Linked DNA regions of Mus musculus: all the other regions are linked to region 1. The links are chromatin contacts, called in public Hi-C and HiChIP or PLAC-seq maps. All regions are on one chromosome and are shown on one strand. The core of a region is the stretch at or near the end of the contact, and the rest is flanking DNA. Distances in the headings are between cores, read along the strand shown.

Evidence for each region. Hi-C and Micro-C count contacts between places; a contact is called where the count stands out from the background. HiChIP or PLAC-seq counts read pairs in DNA pulled down with a chosen protein or histone mark.
Region 2: an H3K4me3 HiChIP or PLAC-seq map of bone marrow-derived macrophages shows a contact between it and region 1, with 4 times the contacts expected there. The contact joins the enhancer-like site here to the promoter of Alcam in region 1. A contact is called at or near these places in 1 of 39 promoter capture datasets (liver), 1 of 15 datasets of contacts at CTCF or cohesin (the NIH/3T3 cell line), 3 of 484 Hi-C or Micro-C datasets (the HL-1 cell line, bone marrow-derived macrophages and brown adipocytes), 2 of 115 datasets of contacts at active chromatin or transcription factors (CD8 T cells and bone marrow-derived macrophages) and 2 of 9 other capture datasets (adipose tissue and pancreatic islet).
Region 3: a Hi-C map of liver shows a contact between it and region 1, with 2.9 times the contacts expected there. The contact joins the enhancer-like site here to the promoter of Alcam in region 1. A contact is called at or near these places in 3 of 39 promoter capture datasets (3T3-L1-derived adipocytes and liver), 2 of 15 datasets of contacts at CTCF or cohesin (CD8 T cells and the NIH/3T3 cell line), 12 of 484 Hi-C or Micro-C datasets (the C3H10T1/2 cell line, the STO cell line, brown adipocytes and 4 more), 11 of 115 datasets of contacts at active chromatin or transcription factors (CD8 T cells, bone marrow-derived macrophages, embryonic limb bud and 7 more) and 2 of 9 other capture datasets (adipose tissue and pancreatic islet).

What each region holds. Positions count from the first base shown.
Region 1 is chr16:52,451,685-52,455,951 of GRCm38.p6, forward strand. Alcam (activated leukocyte cell adhesion molecule) reads right to left here and starts at 1,397. Exons shown (of 16, transcript NM_009655.3): 1 at 709-1,397. The coding sequence starts at 781.
Region 2 is chr16:52,374,912-52,378,899 of GRCm38.p6, forward strand. All of the region lies in intron 1 of Alcam (activated leukocyte cell adhesion molecule), which reads right to left. Among named protein-coding and RNA genes, the nearest start is that of Gm41461, 4.1 kb to the left of the region's middle. Within about 2 kb of position 2,105, at least 12 of the 459 cell types and tissues checked have an H3K27ac peak or open chromatin away from gene starts, as enhancers often do. A contact at or near this core is called in the HL-1 cell line and bone marrow-derived macrophages, where this site is marked.
Region 3 is chr16:52,332,203-52,336,660 of GRCm38.p6, forward strand. The region is part of intron 1 of Alcam (activated leukocyte cell adhesion molecule); the gene reads right to left. It overlaps Gm32597 (a long non-coding RNA gene), which reads left to right. Exons shown (of 6, transcript XR_003951905.1): 3 at 1,954-2,077; 4 at 2,411-2,483; 5 at 3,748-3,953; 6 at 4,056-4,458. Among named protein-coding and RNA genes, the nearest start is that of Gm32597, 3.0 kb to the left of the region's middle. Within about 2 kb of position 2,314, at least 10 of the 459 cell types and tissues checked have an H3K27ac peak or open chromatin away from gene starts, as enhancers often do. A contact at or near this core is called in hepatocytes, liver and pancreatic cancer cells, where this site is marked.

The DNA.
Region 1 (4,267 bases), core at 147-2,646:
TTGTCGTTTTTCTTTGAGGACTCTCTGTAGAAGTGAGAACTGAGGCGCTACCACTGGGTGTGGAAACCAAGAAATCCCTCGCTTTAAGGCTCGCAAACCTGACTGCTAACCCAGTCCACGCTGCGTGACTCGGCTGCCATCAACCCTACACTAGCTACCCACTAGACAATGCAGCTTCTATTTCAGTATTATTATTATTAAAAAAAAAAAGATAGTCAAAACCCTCCTTATCCCCTGCCATTCCTCCCAGGTCTTCACATTATGACCAAGAGGAAGTTACTTAGGGGATTTATCGTGACAAAGTGCCAGCAGTTATTTCACCTCAAAGCCCAGCGAAAGGAAACTGCTCTGAGTGCAGTGAATTGTACTTTGATACCAAGAGACTGGAGGGACGGTGCGGGGGAGAGAGTTCAGCAGATCTTGCCGGGGGGGGGGGGGTCCTGCACCCTCAAGCTAAGCCTCACCCAAAGTTCCTGGAGATGTGCTTAGTTTTCAATCTCGCTGCCCAAACCTGAGCAGACCAGTCAAGCCTAAAACGTGTGACACAGGTGACTGTTCCCAGGGACAGATCTGTGTCCCCCGCGCGCCTTTATGGCTCCCATACTTTGCTAAGCACACGCTAGAGCGCACAGCCCCAGGCCTCCCGGGGAACCGCCCCCGGTCCGCAACAACCACTACAGTGGGGCTGTTCAGAGGCCAAAAGCTTACCTGGTCTGAGGACCGCGGCGGAGATCAAGAGGCAGAAAACCAGACGGCAAGAAGGGGACACCTTAGATGCCATATTCCTCCTCCTAGAAGGCCACCGACAAAGTCCACGCCGCAGGAGGGGGCGTCGTCCCCGGGCCCACGGGGCCCGCTCGCTTGTGGGTCTCGCCTTAGGGGGACAGCGACTTTTTTCCAAGACACACGGTCCCCCGGGGACTGTGGCGCTGCGCCGTCGGGTCTGTGCCACACGCAACTTTCCTCCACGCGGAACCCGCAACTCCTCCCTCCCCCCCTCCACACCCTTCCTCAGTGTCTCTGGCAGCTACTCCCAGGACGGGCGACCCTCTTATTCCAGGAGACGCTTCAGTAGTCAGTCAAGGTAGACGCGGTTTCTTTTTGGATGCTGTCTTCTAGTAGTTTCTCTTCTTGCAAAGGAGAGGATAAGAAGAGTGATGAGAGTTGCACCGTGCACGGATCACCGGGAGCAGAGAAGGGTCGGCGGGGCAGCGCCGCGGGGTCCCGACGGTGGGTCTCCTCAGGTGGCAGCCGAGGCAGAGGCTGTAGCGGCGGCAGCTGGAGCAGTGGCGGCGGCCGCGGGCTCCGGCTGCTCTGAGTGGAGGACGGGAAGGCGTGTGTAAGCTGCCTGTCTCCTCCTCCCGCTCCTCCCGCTCCTCCTGCTCCTCCCGCTCCTCTCTCCCGCCCAGCTTCCTCGGCGGCAGCGCGGAGCAGGTGGTTGGAGCGCCGATCCGCAGCCTAGAGGCGCTGCAGGACCAAGTCGGAGACTGAGCAGAGCTGGCGGCCCCTGGTGGGAGAAGAGCCTGATGCCCCAGCCCCCGCGCTCTGGTGGGCGGGGCTGACATCGACTCCGCCTCCCACAGGACACGCTGGCCAATGAAGAGCGGGATCGAGAGTAGGGGGCGTGACGGGCTGGATTCGCCAGTGTCTGGCTCTTACCAGGGGATTCTCAGCGCCCCAAAGACATAGGATCTGAGATCTTTTGCTGTCCTCCCAGCCTGGCCACATAGCTGTCTTCTTGCACTCCGAAGCCCAGTCCACTGGCTCACTCCTTAGGGATTTTTCTTCTCGACGAGGGTACCGCCTTCACCTTCTGTAGAGTTGTTGGGGCGAAGAGCTCACCTTGGGTCCTCTTGGACTAGGACTGAGGAGGTGGAAAAGATGGAGATTCTCCACCCGGAGGCTCACGGAAACAGCTACTGGTGGTTGAGAGTAATTTCCCCCACTTTGAAGAGAAGGTTACTCCTTCTCGAATTCGCCGTTCTTCTGTTCCCCTAGTCCTGGCTGGCGTACACTTTATCAAAGCAAATCATTTAATCAACTATCCAGTACCGAAAAGCAGAAGAGATTTTTGTGCTCCCCCTTCGCCCCCATCTCCTTCCCGGTGAGAATTAGGACTCTAGACCATAACACACGTCGCCACACTGATTTTCAAAACGTTCTTTAAAGAAAAAAAAAGTCACGTTTACTTTTAATTAGGTGACGATTTGAAGTTACAAAACAAAATCCAGAGTTACTCAGATTAAAAACCTACGCCTCCTGGTCCTTTCCAGAAAGCCAGGCATCCAGCAGATGGACGGGGCTTCTCAGGCAATTTCAAAAGCTTGAACCACCTCCTAGGCGTAGCATCGGGAAGCCGTGTCGCTTTCAGTTCATGCAGAAAGCATAAAGGAATATTTTCCTCTAAAACACCAGGGTGGAGCTGTTGGGACCGTAAGTGGCTCTAACTCAAGATTGCAGGATCACAACTCTTAATGCCCTCAGCATAATAAAATCCTGGTCCCTGAACCACCTCGCAAGGGCATGAAATAGTCTTTGGTGCATCACAGGGTCACCCCCTGTGTGAAGCCAGTCTCCAGCAGGGAATGCTAACTAGCCTCACGGGACTTTGTCTTCAAAAGATTGGGAACCACCAGCTACTTGCAAGTGGATATGGGGGGTGTCTAAGTGTGCAGGCAGAAGCTTCGTACAGACACACACACACACACACACACACACACACACACACGAATGCGCAAGCGCACAGACAAACACAGACACGGATCTTTGAATCCCTTTCCTTTCGTGCTTGAAATTATTAAACTCTGTCTTCAGCTGTGATTTTCCCCCCAGCGCCTCCCTGTCTTGTTCTCCTCGCTTTTACAGTATTGTAGGATAGATCTCTTATATTTTTCCTCCGAAAATCCTTTTTCCCACATGGTTTTAACATTTACATTTCATTTGCATCTTATGAATCAACAGGAAGGCTAAATGCTAGGGGCAAATGCCTGTTAACTCTGCATTTGGTGCACAGAGCTAAACTGCTGGCACGCTCATGGGAACCTACAAGATTCCTTTAGGGAATTTTTCTTCAAACTGCAGCCAGCCTAAAATAGAGTGTTTGGGAATAAATCACTCTAATTGTGTTTCTTCTGAATCTTCAGATTATCTGACTATTTTGAGGTGAAACCTAACATAGCATATCGTTGCTAAATAAATAAATAAATAAATGGCAAAGATGGCATGTCAGATCCTGGCTTTTACAGTGTCTGACGAGCATATCTAAGCCTCTCTAAGCCCCACTCACTATCTTCACTTTTGAAAGGGGATATCCGTTGTTGAGGACTCATTGGATTGATTATTCTGAGTAAATGAGATCTCCTAGGTCACTGGCCAGCCACAGCAGCAGGTGCTGGCCTTTTGGGAAATGGAACCTAGAGAAAACACTGATTTGCACTCGGTGAGTGACCTTGCTCAAAAGTCAACCTCTCACAATTAAATTGTGATGGCGCGTTAGCAAACCACTGTTCAAGGCACATCAAAATAAAAGAAAAATTACAGACATTAGCATGCACCTCATCCTAAGCACAATTCTATGCATAGATATTTGAATATATAGTCAATTATCTTCAGAGTTTCCGTTAGAGAGGAATATGTTCTACTTTAGGAAAATGTCTTGGTAAACTGCTTGGAATTGAATAATAATAACTCCAAAGGCAAATGGTTCATATATAGCTGCTACCACAAAAAGCAATAGGGGCACTGTTCTATATTAAATAAAACTATATATAATCAAGATAGAAATATTGCAGAAGAATGTGGTAGGAGAATAAAAATAGGAAGAGACATAGTCATGTTATATTTGCTGGGATTTGGAAATGATCCGAGTCTCTTAAAATGATTTCAATTAATTAGCAACTTTTACTGACCACTCATGTTAGACAATTACATGAAATTTATATGAATTATATGAATTCATCCTCAATAATATCCTATTAGTATTTTACTTATAAGGAAGTCAAGGCCAGAGTAAGAAGTACCTTTCTCAAGGCTACACAAAGATTCATAGCATAAACAAAACAAAACAAACAAACAAACAAACAAAAAAGCTAGATTTTTAGATCTAAACCTCTGACTCTAGTATTGAATTGCTGCCCGTCTTGCTCATTGCATTTGGGCTACAGTAACTTTATGCTTTTGGGAATATGGAGTCTCCACTTAAACATAAATTATTAGATCTTCTAAAAACTTTAATAAAGTCTGCTACAGTCAAACACAGTTTTGAGGA
Region 2 (3,988 bases), core at 855-3,354, 76 kb before region 1:
GTCATTTTCCACTAATTAATATGCGTTGAAACCATGTTCTAAAAACCCTGAGTTCACAACCTTTTCATTCCACATGTCTAAGGACACGAGATTACAGCCACCCTTGATTAAATTCTATGGACAAGCTCACCTTTGAACTTCATGTGGTACAAGAAAAAGAATAGCTTTGATAACTAAAGGAGCTGGGGAGAGAAGGCAATTTTTTAGGGGGTGGTGGTGCTTAAGGACTTCTTGTGCACCTTCAGAATATAGTGAAGCCATAAGAATTGAATAATCATTAAATTAAAATGTGAAGATGGGCAATGATAATGAATCCTTTCACCAGGCCTCTGGCCCCTGATTGCTGAAATGTCTGCTCTTTGTACTTAGCAACATAGCCACCCAGGCCTCTTTATCCATGCTTCCTTGGAAAGTGTTCAAGTTGACCAGAAATGCCCTTATTAGATAGAGAGAGTACTGTAAATGAGGGGAATCTTGACCTACAAGGACAAGAGTTCCCTCCAAACGTTGAAGAGTTAAGAGAGCATAATACCAGATCAGGAATAAAAAGGCGGCTGTTGCCACATTCTCTGAGCTGGGACTTCACTGCCAAGAAATAAATTGTAAAGTAAAAATTAATAAGAAAATGTTTGAAACTGTACACGAACTGCTTTGAATTAATGAGAAAAAGCAAACCCTAAATTTTCAGAATGTATGGCAGTTTCTAGCTAGCATTACTTGGTTAGTGAAGGCACTGTGAGGCTGAGTTTCTAAGAAACACTGATCTCTTGTATTTAAACTCGGAATCTACTTCAGTTGATGTGCAATAGTCAAGATTCTGGTCTGGTCTTCTCAGAGATCTATGAGTTTTTATACGGAACAAAAAGCTACAGAAATATCTCACATGTCTAGAAGTGCTTCATTAACAACTGAGTATAAATGCTTACCTATAAAACAGTTGGAATAGCCTAAACATGAGCTGAAAAGTAACAATAGACGTACCAAGTGGACAGAAAAAAAAAAAACATGACGCTTCTGCACCACCCATAGAACTGCAAGCAGCCAAGGAAGGCTGAAATTCTCGAGACATAGTCTATCCCAGGGACAAGCATATCAACTGATTATACAGTATCAAATACTCAGTCTTGAAAACGCACGCACACACACACACACACACACACACACACACACGTGCGCGAGTGTGTGTGTGTGTGTGTGTGTGTAACATCATACAGATTGAATAGGCTATATTTAGAAATATATGCATATTTGTGTTTGCAACAACTAATGAGTAAAGAAGTCATGAGTTTGAAAGGTAGTAAGGAGAGGGTTTGGAAGGAAGAAAGAGAAGAGAGAACTGTTGTCATTAGATTATAACCTCAAAAGTTAAAGAAATAGAAATAATAAAAGAAAAAGTGTTGGGGGTAAAAATTATACTGAACCATTTCCTGAACACACTGAAGATTATCACCTATGTGTTCAGATGAAAAATATGATGAGTAATGTTGATTTACAGGATCTATAATACATAGCCTAGACAGACAAGCCTCCAGGCAAAACTGTAAGGGTTCAGTTTGGGCTATGTCAGCCTCTAGTGATACCTGTGAAGGACTATCTAAGATTGGGTTAATCAAGGAGCTAAAAACCATCTCGTTAATATATTTATTTTAATAGTTCTAGCTGAAATTTAATTGCATCATTCTCTTCTCTTCTTTCTCTCACATTCCACCTGGTTATCTTCCCTTGAACCCCTCCAATGTCTTTCCATCACTTTCAGACTGAGGGTCCTGGAGTGAAGCTGAAGGAGACAGTGAATTAAGAACTAGCATTGGTCAGTCTATTCTTCCAGTCTGTGGATGTGATGAGCTGCCTCAAGTACCTGCAATCATGATGTGCTCAGCATGCTGTGAGCTAAAACAAACTCCTTGTCTCTTCAATGGCTTTTTGTTAGGGCTTTTTATCCCAGAAGTACGAACAATAACTAATAAAAGTATAGTCTTTCTTTGCAGGTAAATCAAGAACTGAAGAATGATAAATTCAAACACATGGATCCAAAACCACCCAGTGTCTGAGTCAGAGATGACCATTCCTTTGGTCCTCACCAGTCTGCGCTCCCCTTCCCACAGTTTCCTCTGTCCTAACTGTGATCATTTCCTGTACCCATTTGCTCATGAGTCATCTCAGCCACTTTATGTCTTCAGATTTCCCTGCATCCAGCCCCTTGCTCCTTGGAATCTTCTGGAGAAGAAAGTCATGTAATAGTTTTGCCTGATACTTCTGTGAAAGTACATTTCCACTCAGAACACTTCTGACAATTCAGAAATGCTTCTCATCTTTGAAACCATACCAAGTGCCTGTGCCATGTTTTGAACCTTCCACATCTTTCTTTGCCACAGCCTCTTTGAACTGTGCTCATTAGCAGTTTGGACCAGCCTCCTTTATTCTGGGAAAGTCATCCTTACCTCTCCTACTAGGTGCCTCTACTTGTTCTCATTTCATTCACAATCAATGACTCTCAACATATGTGAAATTATTTCATCTATAAGCTCATAGCAACCCATCCTTTGGTGACAGAAACAACTATTCCTTAAAGACTGCAAACTATTTACCAAGCAATATTCTTTGATGGCAACATGGTTTCCTCTCCCAACCAATTAGCTTTTAAAACCTTCCAGTGTTAGGGTTTTAACTACCCATCTTCTCAGGCATATGCTTGTGAATATAAAAAGAATCCTTACATTAAAAATCCCATTCTATTAGAAAGTGAAGTCATCTCTTAGCGAGCTACTCCATAAATGATCAGATATTTTTATCGGTAACATACAGACTCCCCCAAAGAATAAAATATTTCATATTTTTCTTAAGCCATATACATATCAAAAGGTCATGTTAGTTTCTAATGTGCCTACAGTTACAAGAAAGAAAATATCAAGAAACTGTGTGTCTCCTCATTCAAAGACAATAAACTTACCTAGTTTTTATGACTGAAATTGTCCTCTCTTAGGATAACAAAAGTCTTTTCTGCATCTGTAGAAATTTCAGCTTTCTGAAATTTCTCACAAATTTCCTCCTACAAATAAAATCTGTACATATAGAGTGTATCTGTTCTGAAATCGAGATCATAATAATACTAAAACACAAACATTAATATTTTCAACATTGCTCCACTATACTGTCTTCCATAGACAAACATCCCTATGGGCAGTACCACTGAAAAATCTTGATGAAACGAATGAGGTAGTTTATCAGTATTTTCTAATTTAATTGGAAAAGAAAAACATATTCAATTATCTATGTGCAATCTGGTGCCTGCTCCATGCACTCTTTAGCACTGCTGTGAAGGTTGCAAGATCAATTTGCTGAGAGCAACATAGTTCACAGGCAACAAATGGGGAGAGGAGCAGGTATTTTGTAGACAAATTCCTGTGTGTATGGTGAATGAAAATATCTTTTCATTAAAACGTCTTTTCTCATAAAGGATACAAATTTATAAGTTGTCACACATCAAAGTAATGTCATTTGCAGCCTCTGAGGACCTATGTTTGCAGTGATGACTAAATGGCCCCTGGGGAAACAACGTAGTAATAAACAAAACAAAAACAAAACAAACAAAAAACTTCTGAATAGCATTGCTTCCTTTGAATCCACACCCTCTTACTACTCTAGGGGAAAGGCTATGTCACATGCACTGTGAAAATGGAGGAGACATATGCATTATACCCAGAAGTCAACAAAAGCAAACACACATTTCAACTTCTAAGAAGAATCTATTAGCTGACCCTTGTTGTGAACAATCCTCTTTTACCCCACAAGTCTCAAATCCACATTTTTAGAAATTGTAAACTAATTAACAATGTTTTATATTTCATAAAACTACCTTCATAAAAGTTCTTGAAGTTTCTCATTATCAACATATATGTAATGTTGTTTTAGAATCCGAAGGGTCTGTAACTTTACATTTTTAGCATATAGACTAAAGCTTACAGGGCACAGAAATAGACAAATTAGG
Region 3 (4,458 bases), core at 1,064-3,563, 120 kb before region 1:
TCACAGAGAGTGTGGTAGCATGCACAAACAAGACTTTCACTGGTTCACAGGTTCAGGTCTGAGGAGGTTTCAGTCCTGAGAGAGGCAGAGAGGGGTGGGTAGTGAAGGAGGGAAGGAGAGAAGGAGGGAGGGAGGGAGGGAGGGAGGGAGGGAGGGAAGACAGAGACAGAGTGACACATAGAAACAGAGAGAGAGGAAGAGACCCAGAAATGGAGACAAAGGCAGAGATAGAAGGAGAGGTGTGAGCACAGGGTCCCACCCCTAACCTAAATTGATACCTTCAGGCAAAGGGAAAACCATTTTTCTTCAGTTCTTCAATGGGGCGTCACTAGATATATTAGCCACACTCTAGATCAGGATCTATACCCAGAAGTAGTGGGCCAGCACACACAGACAGAAAACAAACAAACAAACAAACAAAAAAACCCAACTTCCATGATATTTAGTTAGGTTTTTGTTTTGTCTTATTTGGGCATTTTGCACTATTATTATTATTATTATTATTATTATTATTATTATTAGTGTGTGCGCACATGCATGTTTGAAAGAGAAAGGGTGAGGAGGAACCTCATAAAAGATAAAAGTTGGGTGGGTAGAGAGGGGGAGAGGATCTGAAGGAAGTTTCCAAACACATGAACACACTCTCTATGGCAACACAAGTCGACTGCACTAGCAGCTGAAGCACGGTCCATGTGCTCAGGATGGTGTGGGCCTATACCAAGCTTCCCTCCTAGCAAGTCAGACAATCTCTAGGAGTTGGTTAACCAGTGTGTACTTATATTGTCTGGCTATAAAATTAAGGGCAATGATGGTATCAATCCCACAGTGTTGTCACTAATGTAACAAATAACTGTGCATTAAGTTTTGCTAAGAAGTAATTGTCAGGTACCATGTCCTCACTCATGCTAGCCACCGCACCTGCCTGCCTTGTACTTATTAGGGTAATAGAAGCAGTGCACCCAGCATTGTAAGGGCAGATGAGGGGGCTGATGGATAGGAAGCAGAAGGCATTTCCCTGAAAGGACCATTTGTATTAAGTCCTCATAGATGAAAACTCAGTCGTGTGGAAGAAATCTGGATGAAACTCAATGAACTGGGAGCACACGTTCTCATGTGTGCAGCCAGTGCTGCCTGAGAGTTGGGTCCAGGTAGAAGCAATGGAGGAAAACACAGCTGGGAGAAATCAGGGAAAGATATCTAGAAAGTGGTTGAAGCAAAGCTTAAAGAATTTAGCTTTTTATCCCACAATGAATGTGGAGGTAAGAAAGGGAAGTGTGAGTGATTTTGAGGATGGAAGTTATGTTCAAATGCTTTTGCTGTTGATAATTATTGTTACTAGCAATGGGGACCAAACACAGCTAGAGTTAGAGAGCCCAAGTGTTAGAGAACCCTGCCTGAAACTCCAATTTCTTATACAATTGTGAGAAAACAGGGCAGTTGGGATAAATAAAGGTAGACATAGTAAATAAAGAGACAGGATGAATGTTTCCAAAGTAAAATCGATAAGAGTTTCAGTACGTTTGCTGACTCCTCAAGCTCCAAAGTTCACATTTCGCAACATAGCTAAGTACACTGCTCACTTGAAGAACAGCTAATGCACAGGCTCTGTGGGAGTGTGTGTGAAATCACACACTAGCTAGGCAAATAGGAATGCGGACTTTTGTGTTAGCTCTTTGGGGAAGCTTGAGACTAAATACGCAGAACAGTCCAAAGCAAATATTAACACAGGCAGTGTTAGGTGCCTGGGTTTCTAAATGAAAATTGTTAAGGTAGAGTGCTTTAACACTTTCCAGCCCTGTTTATTGTGTGCTTCAGATTATGGAAAGAGAAAAACGAAAAAGATGAACTTAAATAATTCCCTCTCTGTTTTATTTGAGTTTTGTGTTTACTAGTTGGAGCTTTTGACCAAGGGGTCAAAACTTTTAATTTATACTTATTTTTCTTCCTTTCTAGAAAATTCTGAATTTAGCGCCTCCAGAGTGTTTTGAAAACACTTCTGTTTCAACAGAGGACACTGCAAGTCTCTGGTGTCAAGTGTAAAGACCTTGCAGTGGTGTGGCATCTGTACCAGTTCAAGGTGACATATGACCAAGATAGTTGCCAATGACAACTGTTGCCAGCCACTTGCTAGAAATCTTCAAGGGTAACATGACGCAGAGTGCATTTCCTGTATGGAGAGCATAGAACGATTTACTTTTTTATCCTTATCGATGTCTTTGGAATGTTTCTGGTAACTGAGGCTTAGCAGTCTAGTCTGTTCTGATGTCTCTGTCCAAGCTGAACAAAAGGGTAATTGAGCAAACTGTGCTCTGGTCTGCCTGGAAGTCAATCCATCTATCTAACCTGCAGCTGCCTGACTGATGGCCTTTCTTCTATTCACCCCTCAGTCACTTTTGTATTCTCTCCTCAGATGCCCTGTCTTTGAGAAGTGATCTTTCAAAGCACAGCATCAAGCGTCCAGAATGGCCACCTCTGACAATCATGTGTGTATATTCCTTTTTGAAATGTCTGCCATTGAGGTTGAATAACAGATAAAATATCTTTATTGAAAATCAACCACAGGTGTTTTAATGATGGTTCAGTGGTTAGAAGCACGTGCTGCCCGTTCAGTGGACCAGGGTTCCAGTCTCAGCGCCTTCATGGTGGCTCCCAACTGTCCGGAACTTTAGTTCCTGGGATCTCATACCCTCTGCTGGCTTCAATAGGTGGCAGGCATGCACAAGCATGAACACACACACACACACACACACACACACACACACACACACCACATACATACATGCAGACAAAACCCGAACACACCAAAACCAGAAATAAATAAATCTTTTAAGCAACACAACAAGATATATCACTTGTCAGCCTACAGGTGAAAGAACACCAGCATAAGAGATCAAACAATCAAGGGTTTATGATTAAATACTTGCTTTCTTGCAACACACCTAACTTCTGGCTAACAGAACAGAAAGCATAAATGTTCTCTGATTCACACTCCCCATTACGAAGAAAGTAAAGGGTCGATTTTGTTGAGATCTGCAACTTCATTGCTTTCTTAACTCAGTGGACAAATGCTTAAAGAGGACAGTATGTCAGACTTCTTAATTTACCATAGGAGTTTCCTAGTTACAGCTTAGTAATGCCACTGAAATCACCTTGGCTTGAATTTCTGACTGGCTGTATTTAATATATATTTGTGTGCGCACGTCTGTGTGTGTGTGTGTAGGTGTGTGTGTGTGTGTGTTGAGTACTATTGTGTGATAGTTCAACTAGCAGAATTCAGTTCTATTCTTCTACCATATGGGTCTTACGGGGCAAACTTAGGTCATCCAGCTTGTCAGCAAGAACACTTATCTGCTGAGACAGCTCACTGGCCCTGACTGTGCATCTGTTGACAAGCATTTGTAGCTGTGAATTTTGCTTCCTTCAGACTGATTATTACTCTCTCTTACAAATTATTAAACATGCTATTCCGTTGCTGAAGCATAGCACATGGTTTGGATGCTAGCAAGCCCTATGGATTGGCTTGTGAGGGTAAAACCACGTTGGAGACAACCCTGCCACAAGCAGAAGGCCATGAGGTCTCAAATGTAATAAGATGAATTATTATCTTAATAGCTTTCACTGGAGATAACGGAAAATTCACTTCACAATTCAAAACTACCTGGAATATTTAACTATTCAGGACTATGTAGATATAATCTCCAAAATAATTATGATTTAGTCCAAACTTTTATGTCCCTTGCACTTTAGTTCTTTAAGGTTGAGTTTGGACAGGCTGCTGGTTACATGCTTTCCTGACATCAAGACAAACTGCATGACGATGAGGATATTTCCAAGTGCATCATCTCTTCAACCAATATTATGTGGGCTGGGAAGGAGCTTTACCATGATAACTCAGTCATTTCCACCAGCGTGTACTGGGCTACAGATCTGGGACTACCTTGGAGATGATCAAAGTGAGTAAACCTATTCACTGATGTTCTGAGCAGCCCACCCAAACAGGAGCTTAGAATTCCTGTGCTGTTTCTGACCCGATTGGCTAATCTTTTCTCTCATAGGTCCTGCCAGGTGCCAGTCACTCCGGCTAATGACATCCACAAACATCTGCACAGCAGTTCCGAGCCTACAAAGCATGTTTCCATATATCTCTCCAGTCTGTTCCTTCATAGTCCCTTTCCAATTTGCCACTAAAGTGCCAGGCCTTTGAAAACAATATAATCAAACATAAAAGAGAGGCTATTTAAAGAGTAAACAGACGCCTAGTGAGAGGCCCCTGGAGCTTCCTTAGAACAAGGCTTAGTTCATGAACATTAGCATTTATTTTGGCTACTCAGACATTTGTGTTTCCCAAGGACTCTTGGCTGTGCCTGGAATGGGTGAGGTTGGTAGATGATAAGAAAATGCTGGCTTTATTAAATATTTTTATTATTGTGCTTTCATAAGGGTTTGGAAATTAATCAT